Regions from separate parts of the Mus musculus genome. Here regions 1 and 2 are each linked to region 3. A link is a contact called in public promoter capture Hi-C data. All regions are on one chromosome and are shown on one strand. Each heading gives the region's core, a stretch centred on a gene start, on an enhancer-like site or on the middle of the called end of the contact. The rest is flanking DNA. Distances are from core to core; before and after follow the strand shown. Region 1 overlaps Dhx40 (DEAH (Asp-Glu-Ala-His) box polypeptide 40). Region 2 overlaps Gm33742 (a long non-coding RNA gene). Region 3 overlaps Ypel2 (yippee like 2).

What was found. Capture Hi-C pulls out chosen DNA fragments and counts their contacts.
Region 1: a contact with region 3 is called in a promoter capture Hi-C map of adipose tissue. The contact joins two enhancer-like sites. A contact is called at or near these places in 4 of 484 Hi-C or Micro-C datasets (CD4 T cells, CD8 T cells, bone marrow-derived macrophages and 1 more) and 2 of 9 other capture datasets (adipose tissue and liver).
Region 2: a contact with region 3 is called in a promoter capture Hi-C map of adipose tissue. The contact joins two enhancer-like sites. A contact is called at or near these places in 3 of 115 datasets of contacts at active chromatin or transcription factors (embryonic basal ganglia, embryonic stem cells and memory CD8 T cells) and 2 of 9 other capture datasets (adipose tissue and liver).

What each region holds. Positions count from the first base shown.
Region 1 is chr11:86,767,798-86,772,068 of GRCm38.p6, reverse strand. Dhx40 (DEAH (Asp-Glu-Ala-His) box polypeptide 40) reads left to right here. Exons shown (of 18, transcript NM_026191.2): 16 at 106-175; 17 at 811-1,039; 18 at 1,808-3,220. The coding sequence ends at 1,947. All of the region lies in intron 2 of Gm42085 (a long non-coding RNA gene), which reads right to left. Among named protein-coding and RNA genes, the nearest start is that of Gm42085, 12 kb to the right of the region's middle. Within about 2 kb of position 1,973, at least 1 of the 459 cell types and tissues checked has an H3K27ac peak or open chromatin away from gene starts, as enhancers often do. A contact at or near this core is called in adipose tissue, where this site is marked.
Region 2 is chr11:86,838,542-86,843,174 of GRCm38.p6, reverse strand. Gm33742 (a long non-coding RNA gene) reads left to right here. Exons shown (of 5, transcript XR_001780285.2): 4 at 4,076-4,151. Among named protein-coding and RNA genes, the nearest start is that of Gm51288, 12 kb to the left of the region's middle. Within about 2 kb of position 2,499, at least 106 of the 459 cell types and tissues checked have an H3K27ac peak or open chromatin away from gene starts, as enhancers often do. A contact at or near this core is called in adipose tissue and liver, where this site is marked.
Region 3 is chr11:86,971,539-86,975,869 of GRCm38.p6, reverse strand. Ypel2 (yippee like 2) reads left to right here. Exons shown (of 5, transcript NM_001005341.3): 2 at 3,748-4,061. The coding sequence starts at 3,945. Among named protein-coding and RNA genes, the nearest start is that of Gm51915, 9.0 kb to the left of the region's middle. Within about 2 kb of position 2,104, at least 37 of the 459 cell types and tissues checked have an H3K27ac peak or open chromatin away from gene starts, as enhancers often do. A contact at or near this core is called in adipose tissue and liver, where this site is marked.

The sequences.
Region 1 (4,271 bases), core at 724-3,223, 200 kb after region 3:
CCTCTTCCCTAGGTAAACTGCTGCTTATTTTAGTAGTTAAGAAAACATCAGTTACCTTATTGCTTTACTATTTTGATCTTTATCATTTGATTTTTCTGTTTATAGATCTGTTGGCAGAACATTTTGCACAATGGATGGGCGTGGAAGTCCAGTTCATATCCATCCTTCCTCAGCAGTAAGTTCTTGTTTATTTGGTTGGTTGGTTAGTTGGTTTTGAGAGAAGGTCTCTGTGTTGCTGAGGCTGTACTCTTTCCTCTGCCTCCCAAGTGGTGAGACAGACTTACAGACTTACACCGCCTTGCCTTGTAAAGCACTCCTTTGTGGGTTTGGTTTTTGTTTTGTTTTCTCGTGCACTTTACATCCTCGGCCCTTAAAAAGTCCTCTTTTTCAATAAAAGGTTTTATGGGAGCGTGGAGAGGCATATGCATGGAGGGGTCAGAGAGTAACTTGCAGGAGTCAGTTTTTTCCTTCCACCAGGTGGGTCCTGGGGACTGAAGTTGAGCCATCTTGACAGCCCTAATGTATCTTATTTTTAATGACAGGTAGGCATTTGTAAGAGTAGAGTACTAACATATCAGTGTCTTCTAGTTTTCACTGAAATGTCATATAGAGAGAGCTTAGGGGTGTTGGTTAGCATATGATTTCTGTTTTGTGGAAGAAAATGGGCATTCAGAGGGTTTCAGGTTATTTTTCTGTTATTTTGGAGACAGGTCTGTAGTATGTAGTCCTTGACTGTCTTTATTTTCTTGCTCTTATTTAGAATGGGGCTGATTATTAATATTAATAAATTATCCTTAAATTTTTATATAGCTTCATGAACAGGAAACCAAACTTGAATGGATAATTTTTCATGAAGTATTAGTTACCACCAAAGTCTATGCAAGAATTGTGTGCCCAATCCGTTATGAATGGGTGAGAGACTTACTACCCAAGTTGCATGAACTTAATGCGCATGATTTGAGCAGTGTGGCTAGACGTGAAATGAGAGAAGATGCAAGAAGAAAATGGACAAATAAGGAAAATGTGAAACAGCTAAAGGGTGAGTGAATCATAGTTCTATTCTGTTTTTCTAAGAAGGGGTTTATGTTGTAGACCAGAGTGGCCTCAAAGGTCTGGTGATCCTTTACCACACCGTCCTCAACACTGGGGTTATAGGTGTTCTCTTAACTATGAAGCTGTCTTTCCCCCCTTTGGACAGGGTTTCTCTGTGTACTCCTGGCTGTCCTAAATCTCACTCTCTAGACCAGGCTGGGCTTGAAGTCAGAAATCTGCCTGCCTTTGTCTTCTAAGTGCTGGGATTAAAGGTGTGCACCATCACTGCCTGGCTCACTCCTTTGTTTTTCTTTTTCCCAGTTTTATTTATGTTGTCAGGATCAGCAGCAAGTGCCTTTATCTGCTGGCTCATGTACTTTTTGTTACTGTACTGGTTGTCCTAGGGTCTTGTTCATGTGAAGTGTACATTGTACCACTGAGCTCAGCACCTACATGCTTTTCAACCAGACTTTTGGTTAGACAACATTTAATTTCCTTTTGATCTTTTTTTGTAAGAAAAAATATTTGTATGTATATGATGTGTATATTTCTGGTTGACCATGCACACGTGGAGGTCAGAGGACATCCTCAGTTATTGGTGCTTGCTCAAGATAGGGTCTCTGGTTGCTACTATGTACTCCAGTCTAGCTGGCCTAGAGCTCATAGTTATTTTCCTTTCTCCACCTCCAATGCTATACAAGTGCATGCTACTGAACCGTCTCCTCAGTCCTTTTTTCTTAATGTTGAAAATAAGGTATATTTATACTATTTTCAGATGGAATATCAAAAGAAGTTCTAAAGAAAATGCAAAGAAGAAATGATGACAAATCCATATCAGATGCACGGGCTCGCTTCCTTGAGAGAAAGCAACAGAGAATCCAGGACCACAGTGACACATTAAAGGAAACTGGCTAAGCAGTGGACTATCCAATTCAGGAAGCAGGAAAGCAGCCAGGAAATGTGCTTCTGTTTTGCCAGTTATTTCCGACAGTACTATCAGAAGGAAGTGGTCAGCAGCTGTTCCTAGCCTGTGAGCCGAAAGCAAATCAGAATTTATAAATCACATCTCATCAATACTAACAAATGACATTTTGAAAGGAAAGATTGGGTTGCATAGTCATAGTACATGAATCCAATCAAAGATGATACAATATTTCCCTCACTTCTGTTTTGCTGGCCTTAACTGGTATCAAACAGTGTCACTGAGATATTTTCAAAGAACACTGAATTGTATTTAATCAGCGTGTATTCCATTTGCATTGAAGCATTAAAGATTATTTTCCTTAAATCTCTTCAAGGCCTTCTTATTGCTGTTAGAATAGTGTTGTATCAGGTATGTGACCATTTCAGAAGGCTGAACTTACATAGAGGTTTTACTCAGCAATACTTAGATGTCTAACAGTTTAATTGCTCCAGAGCTTTATAGGTATTTAAAGACTGATTAGTAAATAAAATTGCCTATGGCAGGACTTTCTTAAATTAATCCTACTCCTTAAAGTGATTTTTTTGGGATTATACAAATTCCTTTTTATATAAAAGTATATTGTTTAAAACAGTAGCTATAGCCATTAACCAAAGGACAGATGTGTATATGTGTGTGTGTGTATGTGTGTGTATGTATATGATACATAATATCACACACACACAAAGTTCTTTTTAGCTATTCCTACATACTTGTGTGTCAGCCCATGTATGTAGGTGTGACCGATTTCAAGCAGCCCCTCCACCTGGCCTTTCTCTCTCTCTCTCTGTCTCTGTCTCTCTGTCTCTGTCTCTCTCTCTCTCTCTCCCCTCTCCCTCTCTCCCTCTCTCCCTCTCTCCCTCTCTCCCTCTCTCCCTCTCTCCCTCTCTCTCTCTCCTGCACCTGCTTGAGTAGGACCATTTAAACACCTATTATGCTATTCTTGAGATGGGATTTTTCAAAGCGGCCAACACTTCACTAATGTTTCAAATCAAAACCTTGAGGCTAATATTACACTCAGGCCACACTCAGCACTTGCCTCCTCTTGTTTACTGCCTTGTATTGTAGTTATGTGTGTATATGTCTGTCTTTCTCATTAGATTATACGCTCCTTGTGGGCAGGGTCTGTCTTTTTCACCTTTGTACCTTTCATGGCATCTAGCATAGTGCTTTGCACATAGTCGTCACTCAGTGTTTGTTAATAAAGCTACTAGTGTCATTAAAACTCTATAGACAGTATGTGGATTTTTGTTTTCAGGTTTTTTAAAAAATTCTTTTTATGTAACCCTAGTTGGCCTGGTATTACTGTATAGAACAGGCTGACCTCAAACTCAGTTATCCTCCTGCTTCTCTCTGCCTCTCAGGTGGATTTTATATACTTGTGCCACTATACTTGGCAAGGTTTTATATCTTTAGTATAAAAATTACTCCTAATTTGTTTTGATAGGTAATTCTATCCTTTGGTATCCAAAAAGTTTAAGTTCAGTAGTTATACTTGAAGCCTTTCTGAAAAGATGGTGTTAGTCTGAATCCTGCTTTTCTTTGAAGGTAAGTAGTGATAATTAATTTATTGTTTCCAGTATCATGAATCTGCTTAAAAATCATTTAGGCTGGCCAGGCAGTGGTGGTGCATGCCTTTAATACCAGCACTTGGAAGGCAGAGACAGGCGGATTTCTGAGTTCAAGGCCAGCCTGGTCTACAGAATGACTACCAGGACAGCCAGGGCTACACAGAAAAACCAAAAGAAAAATCATTTAGGCCTTCCAGTTTTCATTTTCAGGTGTATTTTACCCTTAGAAAAGATGTGGGTAGATTCTTTGAATGAAAACTTTTATAGTTTTTTTGTTTAGCCTTATTTTTTATCTTCTGTGTATGGGTGTGAATTGTCTGCATATATGTCTGTGTACCACTTGTGTGCCTGGTGCCCCTGGAGACCAGAAGCAAGCACTAGATGCCCTGGAACTGGATTTACAGTTCCAGCCATACAAGTGCTATCAATCAAACCAGGGTCCTCTGAAAGAACAGCCAGTGCTTTTACCTGCTGAGCCATCTCTCCAGATTCTGAAAGCTCTTTTGAATCATAAAATATTAACCACCACATTCTACATCTATAGTCCAAATTCAAATTTCACCAGTTGTTCCAATAATCTCTTTTACTTTTTAAGCAGAATGAAAGTAAGCTATAGAGAAGAATTCCCAGGAGAGAGAAAGGGTTTCCAAGGGAGGAATAGGCCTAATATTTTGTTGTTTGTTTTGAGCCAGAGTTTCTCTCTGTAG
Region 2 (4,633 bases), core at 1,250-3,749, 130 kb after region 3:
CAGCATTTAGAGATTAGAGAGGGAGCAAAGCAGTAACGCAGAAGTAGACTGAAAGAGAACTGAGGTAGCCACGGTTGCAGAGTGAAGAAAACACTCTAGAGTGATTTGCTAACTTTGAGTTACTTGTGTGTGTATATGTGAATGTATGTATGCATGCATGTGTGTATGTATGCATGTACATACGTATGTATGTGTATATGTATGTAAATGCAGGTAACTTCAGAGGCCAAATTCAGGCATTGGATTCTCTGGAGTTCCCTGGAGCTGTGAGGCACTTGACATGAATGTTGGGAACCCAACTCAGGTCCTCTTGTCCACTGAGCCCTCTCTCTAGCACCAAAGGAGAACAAATTACTTCAGGGAGCGATCAGCCTCCTAACAGGTGCTGACTGCAGAGAGACCATGAGTGCAGGGTTTGTTTTAGTGTGCGTTCTCTTGCATGCTGCCCATTGGCCTTCATGTCTTTCCTGTCTCTTCTTATTCTGATGTAAGCTGTACAATAGTTGGTAACCCTAAGATTTAGAACAATGTCTTGTTCATGGTACGTGTTCAATGAGTAGTCACCAGATCTTTGTTAAATGGAAAAAACAAACAAATAAAGGCCCGCACCTTTAGTCCCAGCACTTGGAAAGTGCAGAGGGAGGCAGGTCTCTGTGAGTTTGAGGCCAGCTTGATCTATATAGCCAGTTCTAGGCCAGCCAGGGCTACATACTTAGGACTTGTCTCAAAAAAAAACAGACAATAGCAACCCATGAGACAAGAAAAATAAAATTATATTTTCTAATATTTCTCTATATTAAAGAAAGCTTACTTTTATACTGGAAGTCATGCTGTAATACTAAAGAAAAAAACTGACACGCCAACCCCCCCCCACCACCCATGTAGCTCAAGCTGGCTTTGAACTCTCAGTTCTTCTGACTCAGCTTCTTGTATGCCGAGATTATAAGGAGGCATCCCATGCCCAGCTAAAAGTTTGAATGACTTATTTAAAATTAGGCAAGGGTGTAACCTCACATTTCTTATCTATAGAAGGGGACTGCTCAGTGGGTAAGGCACTTGCTTCCAAGCCTGAGGACTTCAGTTCAATTCTTGTAATCCAGGGCTGGAGAGATGGCTCAGTGGGTAGGAGCACTGACTGCTCTTCCAAAGGTCCTAAGTTCAAATCCCAGCAACCACATGGTGGCTCCCAACCACCCATAATGAGATTGATGCCCTCTTCTGGTGCATCAGAAGACAACTACAGTGTACTTATGTATAATAATAAATAAATCTTTGGACTAGAACTAGCGGGGCCGACCGGTGGAGGGAGCAGAAGTCCTAAAAAATTCAATTCCCAACAACCACATGAAGGCTCACAACCATCTGTACAGCTACCGTGTACTCATCTACATAAATAAATAAATAAATAATTCTTTAAATTCTTGTAACCCACGTGGTTGAAGGAGAGGACTGACTCCCCAAACGTGTCCTCTGACCTCGCAGCGACATATACATAACTTCCCTAGCACAAAGTAAGTGTAAATAAATAAATGTAAAATATATTTTAAAGGCAATAAGATAATATTTGACACTTTCCTCAGGATGCTGTGATTTGAGGATCTGAAAGATTCTCACAAGCCAGACCACACAGCACGACTGCAGGTGCTTCCAGATACATAAGTCGTTGCTATAGCAAGTTCCATGCGCTTGGGCGAGCCTCCCTAGCGACAGCCATGTTTCAGTCTCACATTTCATTCAGTCTCACAACTTTAAATACCAGAAAAAACCGGAAAGGTTCCCAGGGGAATTACGCTTCCAACCAAAAGCATTCGAATGCATCTCAGGATTGAGAAAAGGGCCATAGAATGTCTGGATCAGTGTTGTTACTCTCCTTGTTTCATCTTAAATTGAAATAATTCAAAAGCCAGATGTGCAAGGTGGCTTTCACGTGTAATCACTGTACTCTGGAAGCTGAGGCAGGAGGATGGCTAGTTTGGGCTACATAATGAGTTCCAGACCAGCCTGGGCTACAGAGTAAGACCTTATCTCACCTCTCCTCACCACTGCCAAATGTAGTAACTTTGTGTCTTTTTACATAATACCTCCTTTCTTTGTTTAGACTCTATAGCTCAAATATCACTCCTTTGTTGAACCTACAGTGGCTACACATCCCTGCATCTATACACATCCCTGCATCTATGTGATCCTCTCAGTTACCCTAAGGAGATTTGAACAGATGCCAAGGGTTAGAAAGGCCACATTGTTGCAATCTAGATACTTTTCCCTCCAAAGGTTAACTAGGAAACTTCCAGGAACTCCTGTAAGTTTAAAGAAGGTAAAGATCCCATTTTCAAGAAGAGTGGCCTTTAACAAGGGAAAAAAATGTGCTGAGTGAAGAGGGTTAGAAGCGGGTGGGATAAGCAGTTGTGGGAGCCCGGAGTCCATCTGGATTATCACTAAGCAGCCTTGGCCGCTAGCCAAGGCTTCTGAGTTATTGTTTCCCCTTTGCTCTGAATCACACAGCCCTGCTTTTCTTCCTGCCCTGGACTCAGAACTCTTGACCCTTCTCTTTTCTGCATGCTGGGCAGAACTGATTATGTTTTAGCACTGGTGTCTTAATACCAAATATCAGGAGAAGATGCCAGGATAGTGTTTAAAGATTCTAAAATGCTAAGAACTTAAGAGATAACTATTTAGAGAAAAGCTTCAAGGACAAACTTTTCCAAATAGGGACAGAGTTTTCATTCGTATGTTGATTCATCTTTTATTCTCTCTCTCTCTCCCTCCCTCCCTCCCTCCCTCCCTCCCTCTCTCCTTTTCTTTCCCTGTGTGGGTTAGTGCTGTGACAGGGGATGAGTGGCTGAATCAGGAAAGACAGAACATCACTGGAGTGTGACAGCAGGAGAATGGGTTCCTAAGGCTGCAAGTGTGCCCTTTGAGATGACTCAAAGCATCATGCTGCAAACTCCCTCTTTTGTATTCCTGTCTCCACGGGGGCAATAGCATCTCTGCAAATGACTGTGCCTGACTGGCCTGTCATTGTTTTTAACACATTCACTTGTCACTTCCTAATATTAGACATTGTGCTAACTGATTTGCATATACTCTTTATAGCCCCCCTCCCAGAAAAAAAAAAAAAAAAAAACGGAGCCGTAGGAATTTTTAACAGTCTTACTTCATACAGAGAAAACAGCCTTGATCCCTTGGTCAGGTGGAGCATCCGGAGAGTGGGTAATAAGTCACTAAGGAAGAGGAACAAACACAGTGAAGGGTGACTTCACAAAGGTGAAGTGTGCTAAGCTGGAATAACAGGATGCTGAGGTCAGAAAAGTGTTTTCTGATGCTGGGACTCTTTGAATAAGAAATAAACAGAAGCACACTCCCATTTCCATTCATATTCTGTTTCTTTCCATGAGATGAGTATTGTGTTGGGACCACGTATAATGAACAGATGCAGGTCGCAGGCTATCGGGAGCCAGGCAGCTCATGACTTTGTGGTATAGAGCAGGTCTTTAAAAGCTTTTCCAAACAGAGTAGTCTTTTGGGCAAGCTGGTCGGCTCCCATGGAAATACTAGAATCTGATTTTCTTTTCCTTCTTTTGTTGATGCAGAGCTGTGCACCCACGGGTTCTGAGAAACCAAAGGTGAGGTGTTTGTCAGGCCTGGGAAGAAGTCATGCTTCCCAGGGGGAGGTGACAGCTGAGGTGTCACTTCAGCTGTTATTTCATCTCCCTGCAGTAGGATCCTCATGCAGCAAAGTGAGAACAAGCTCTGACCTATTTAGGATGCTAAGACACCATTGAGCGCAGCTATGTGGGAGTGGGGGTAGGGGCAGATGATGCAGATCCTGAAACTGCCATAGGAAGAAACTGAGCATTTTAGAGATGCTTTTATAATGACCTTGGTTTTTATTACTTTAATATTATTAATACTATGTATCATTTGTAGACATGGCATCATTTATTTCTATATTAATACTAAAAAGACTCACATAATATGCATGTTTTATAAATACAACTTCTTTGAGGGGTTAACAAGGTCTTAGGCAGCCAAGGCTGGTCTCAAACTTCTGATTGTTCTGTTCTTCCCTCCCAAGTGCTGTGATTTCAGCCACACCTACCCTGCCCAGCTCAGAAACAGTCACTCTAGGCCTCAGAATCATCTATTTTCAGGTAGGTGTGAAACCTTTACAAATATTTTCCATTTCATCTTTAATTTTGGTTGAGTCCTAATTTTGTAGTCTGGCTCTATATGCAGAAATTTAATATATTGAAGTGTTGTAAAAGCATTTTCCTTTTTGTAAAACACTGGACACATGGAAAACTCATCCCTGCATTCCTTTTGTTGTATAACCTCACACTTTCATGATTGAAACTTTCGAATTGTTTCTTGTTTTCATGGTGCTAGGGATCAAACCCAGGACCTTGCATATCCAGGCAAGGTTTTTTTTTTTTTTTTTTTTTTTTTTTTACCATGAGTCAAATCCCCTAACTCCCCCCAGCCCTGATACACACACACACACACACACACACATACACACACACACACACACACACACACACACACACACACACGGTCAGTTTCTATTTGTAACTCAGAATGGTTTGGAACTTGGTATATACACAGTATCTTAGACTGGCCTCAATCCTGAGAT
Region 3 (4,331 bases), core at 855-3,354:
CTGGGAGGTTCGGTTTTGAATTTCAGTGTCTACTGTGACTCCCCGTGGGAATGGCCTGTCAGTCAGGAGGGGCCGCCAGGCTCAGCGTGTGTCCCCCATGCCGTTGGCTCTCGAGGTTGTGATATAGCTAAGATCTTTATTTTTAATCATAATACTGCTCATTTTCTTTCTGAAGCGAGCAGCATGAGCCAGCTGCTGCTGGTAGAAAAGTCTCCCTTTAGTCTCTACCGTAGATTATTAGTTCACTTAAAATGCTGTTTAAATTGTACATAAGCCCCGAGGCTTTTGATTATCGTTGGAAATCAATTGGACTTCACAAAATGCTCAACAGGTTGGACTCTTGATTCCATGCATGCCATGCCACCATTAGCAGGGACCAAAGTTCAGAAATTAAAACGTGCTGAGTTCTGTGACCCTGCATGCATAATTCCTTCCTCCTCAGGAAAATCAATGCAATTCTCTTTATTGAAAATTAAGCAATTTAAATCTCCCTTAAATGATGTGATGGCTGCTCTTGGTTGTCAACTATATCTGGGATTAAAACCCAAGTGACTAGGTATACCTGTGAGGGGTCTCTTTTTTTTTTCTTTTCTCTCTCTTCCCTTCTCTTTTCTCTCTCTTCTCTCTTCCCTTCTCTTTTCTCTCTTCTTTTGGCCAGACAGGATTTCTCTTGTGTAGCTTTGGCTATTCTGGAACTCCCTTGAACTCACAGAGATCCAGCCTGTCCCCATCCCCCTGTCTGCCACACCCTCCTCCCAAGTGTTGGGATTAAAGGCATGTGCTACCACCACCCAGCTAGGAATTTTTCTTAATTTGAAAATGGGAAGACCCGATTTAATCTGGATCCACGCCTGCTGGAAAAGCCCATAGAAAGGTGTGGCATAGGCAGAAGGTCAGCCGAGACATTTGCCTCTGAATGTCTCCTGGATTCTTGGCCCATCTGTGAGTAGATGGCCAATGTAGGGCTAGCTGGACCAGATCCTTTGAGCCCCTCCAATCCCATGTCGGCTTTGCTACTTAAGAACCCTGACTGCTACAGATGGGAGGAACGCTGGCTGGTTAGTTGATTTCCTTCCCCCTCTTCATCAGGTCTGGTATTGATCTTTGTTTTCTATTTGGCCTGTGGTTTCCCATTGGATACAGAATGCCTCTTGCCACTGCCTTGACATCCTTGCAAGGTGTTTTATTTTAGAAGGAGGAGAAGCATGCACGTGGGTGTGCAAGCGCTGAGGTCATAGGCATCGGATCCTCTGAAGCTGGGGTTGCAGGCTGCTGTGAGCCATCTGCTGTGGGTGCTTGCAGCTGCCTGTGCCAGAGCAGTGCATGCTCTTAACTGCTGCTGTCTCTGGCCTGGTCTCACTACCATTCTTGCCTTTCTTCTAGGTCTTTCCAGCTTGTCTGGACCAGTTTGAACCCAGAACTACTAATACTTTCTACCTGCTTGTCTCCCTTCCCCAAAGAAGTCCCTTTTTTAGGATGCTTGTGAAATTACTAAAGAGGAATAATTCAGGGCGTGACAGGACACACCTTTAATCCACTTGCTCAGAATTCCAAACCTTTTGAATCTCTGAGTTCAAGGCCAGCCTAATTTACCTGGCAAGTCCCAGGCCAGCCAAAGTCATGTAGGGTCCCGTCTCAAAACCAAACCCACCCATGGCCCAATTCTTTTCAGGGTTTTTCAGTACCTTGCAGCCTGGGCCATTACTTATATGGTAGCTCAGTCTTGGTGAGGCACATTACGCCGGTCTATGTGACTTACTCAGTACTTAAGATGCCACAGATCTTTATTCTGTAGACAGAGCTGTGAATTCAGTGTTTGTGAATTCAGGGCATAACCAGGAACCTCTGCTTTTTTTTAGGCTTCCTACAGAGGAGCGGTGAGAAAAGAAATAATTCTACTCCAGGGAAATGCATAATTGAGAGGCTGCCTGCGTGCTTAAGAAAACACACCGCGTGGCCTCTCTAAAGCAGAAAGGCCGCCCGAGCCATTGCTTTCCTTTCTCGAGCTGCTGTTTGTGTAAGACCTGGGTTCGGTGCTGCTCATCCTGGCCACCGGGCAGCCCCGGCTGTGGACTTAGCATCTGGCTTAGACAGCTGGTAATGGTGTTGCACACTTCTAATCCCAGCTCTAGGGAACAGAGGCAAGAAGTTCCAGGCCGGCTTGGGCTATGAAGAGAGCAAACAAACAAAACCCAGACCAAACAAAAAGAACTCCCACCGTCTAATAAAACAGCGGCATTTGGTGTGAACTTCGGCTGAATGCTGCTTCCATGTCTCTATGTCCCCTTCTGGAATTTTTGTCCTTGCTAGCAGCAGAATTGGGGTGTTGGAAATATTGAGCACGTGCCAGGAAACCCAGTGGAAGGGCAGGGAATGGTAACTTAGCCCTTTCACCTTTGAGCCTTTGCTCACTGCAGGCCAGCTTGGGATCCAAGGCATCCGCTGTGGCTGTGCCTAACTCTGAGGCACAGTGTATGGTGTCATTTCCCACCTCTGCCTCCTGCCAGCATTTCTCTGTGTAACCCAATTCCTCATCCTGAACAGGTGGGAGACTGAGCAGGGAAGACATTGTGCCCTGGCCCCTGTGGGTTTGAATCTGAATCCCTTTAGAAATTAGACAAGTCACATGAGAGATGTGTGTTACACTTGGAGCCTACTTGGCTCAAGGGTGCTGTGGAGACGTATAAGGGCTAGTAGCCACTCTTGTCTTCATTATAGTGCTAGGCAGTGGTATTATCCACTCCGAAAGGTTGAGAGCCCCAAAGGCTGGTGTGGAAAGAATGAAAGGCAGGTTGGTGGGGACAGGGTATGCAGCCTTTCATGGAAGACTTGCTTTTAGTGGATTTAGAGGAAAAAGAACATTATAATTCACAGGTTTTCTCTTAAGTCCAGATGGATCCCAGACAGTCCAGCAAGGAAGAGCTTATTTTATTTGTCTTCCTCCCCCATTTCTCTAAATAATTTAATCTTCAAAGCATGATGCAGGTGTTAATTAACACTCCCAGCTCTGCTGGGAAGGTAGGCAAGTGGGAACGCCTCCAGGGAATAGACAGGTTGCCAGAGCCTCAGGTAAGCGAAGCTTTAGAGTCATTCATTCATTCGGCTCCACCTGGAGCCTGTTCCTCTCCCCCACTCTTAGTGTCCTGTGTTTCCAGAAGAACAAGAAAGCTGGGACTACATGGCAGAATCTTCTACCTATGGGACATAATGGGGGAGACGGGGAAAACTGGGAAGAAGTTGTGAAATTCATGGTCATTATGGTTTTCTACTTACCTTTTAAAATACACAAACATCCACACTGGCCATCTTGTCTTGGCAAGGTGTTACAAAGGGAATTAGTTCTCAAACAAGCTGGCTACCCTCGTCATGTGGCTGTCATGTGGTTCAAGCCTCTCTAGGTGGTGGCTCCAAGGGCTGGTACCTTCTTGGTATCTGAAAGTAGATGAGACACAAACAAGACAGTTGTATGTGGTGGATAGGTACAGAGTCTTTTCCTGGGGGCAGTGCAGAGCCCATCTTCAGTCTGGTCTTTGACCAGGGATGGTGACGATGCCAGTTTGCTGGGTGCCTGTGTAATTCTTGCAAATACTGTGCTAATACTGAACCTCTGTCTATCTAAGCAGCCAGGCTAGAGTGGACACAGCGAGAGAGAATCTGGAACTGATGGTTTATGTGTCCAGTGTCCATTGCCCCCTCTTATAGGCAGCTTTGTTCCATCTGCTGATGGCTGTTTTCCCTTTGCTGCAGGCTGCTGAGAACCAGCTCTAGATCTCTGCTAGAGAGTCCTCCTTCTGCAGACATCACCAGTGTGTGGAGCCTGCCGCACACCCACCCCCTGACAAACCACGGCCTTTACCTGTGTCTTTCGCTGTTTCCCGTGCGACCCATCCTGTGGGAGTGCCTCGTGGGCTGCCCCGGAGTTTGCCCCACGCTCAGCAGCGCCAATGGTGAAGATGACAAGATCCAAGACTTTTCAGGCATACCTACCCTCCTGCCACAGGACCTACAGCTGCATCCACTGCCGAGCTCACTTGGCCAATCACGACGAACTCATTTCCAAGGTACCTGCCGCTGAGGAGGGCATTTCCTGTTCCGTTTGTTTACTTGGTTTAGCTTGGTAACTGAATGCTTTCTGCCTGGGAAGTGAATTCTCAGAGAGGTGAGGAAGAGAGGGCCTTGTGGAAGGTGTTATTTGGTTTTGCAGGGTCATCTGGGCCTCTGTATCTTAGTCAAGAACTTGACCACAGAGCCACACACCAACCCCCACCGGAGCAGCTTCATTAGCTGAGATGGGAGAGCTCCTAGCAAGCCCCAGGGAGAGTTGTGTAGCC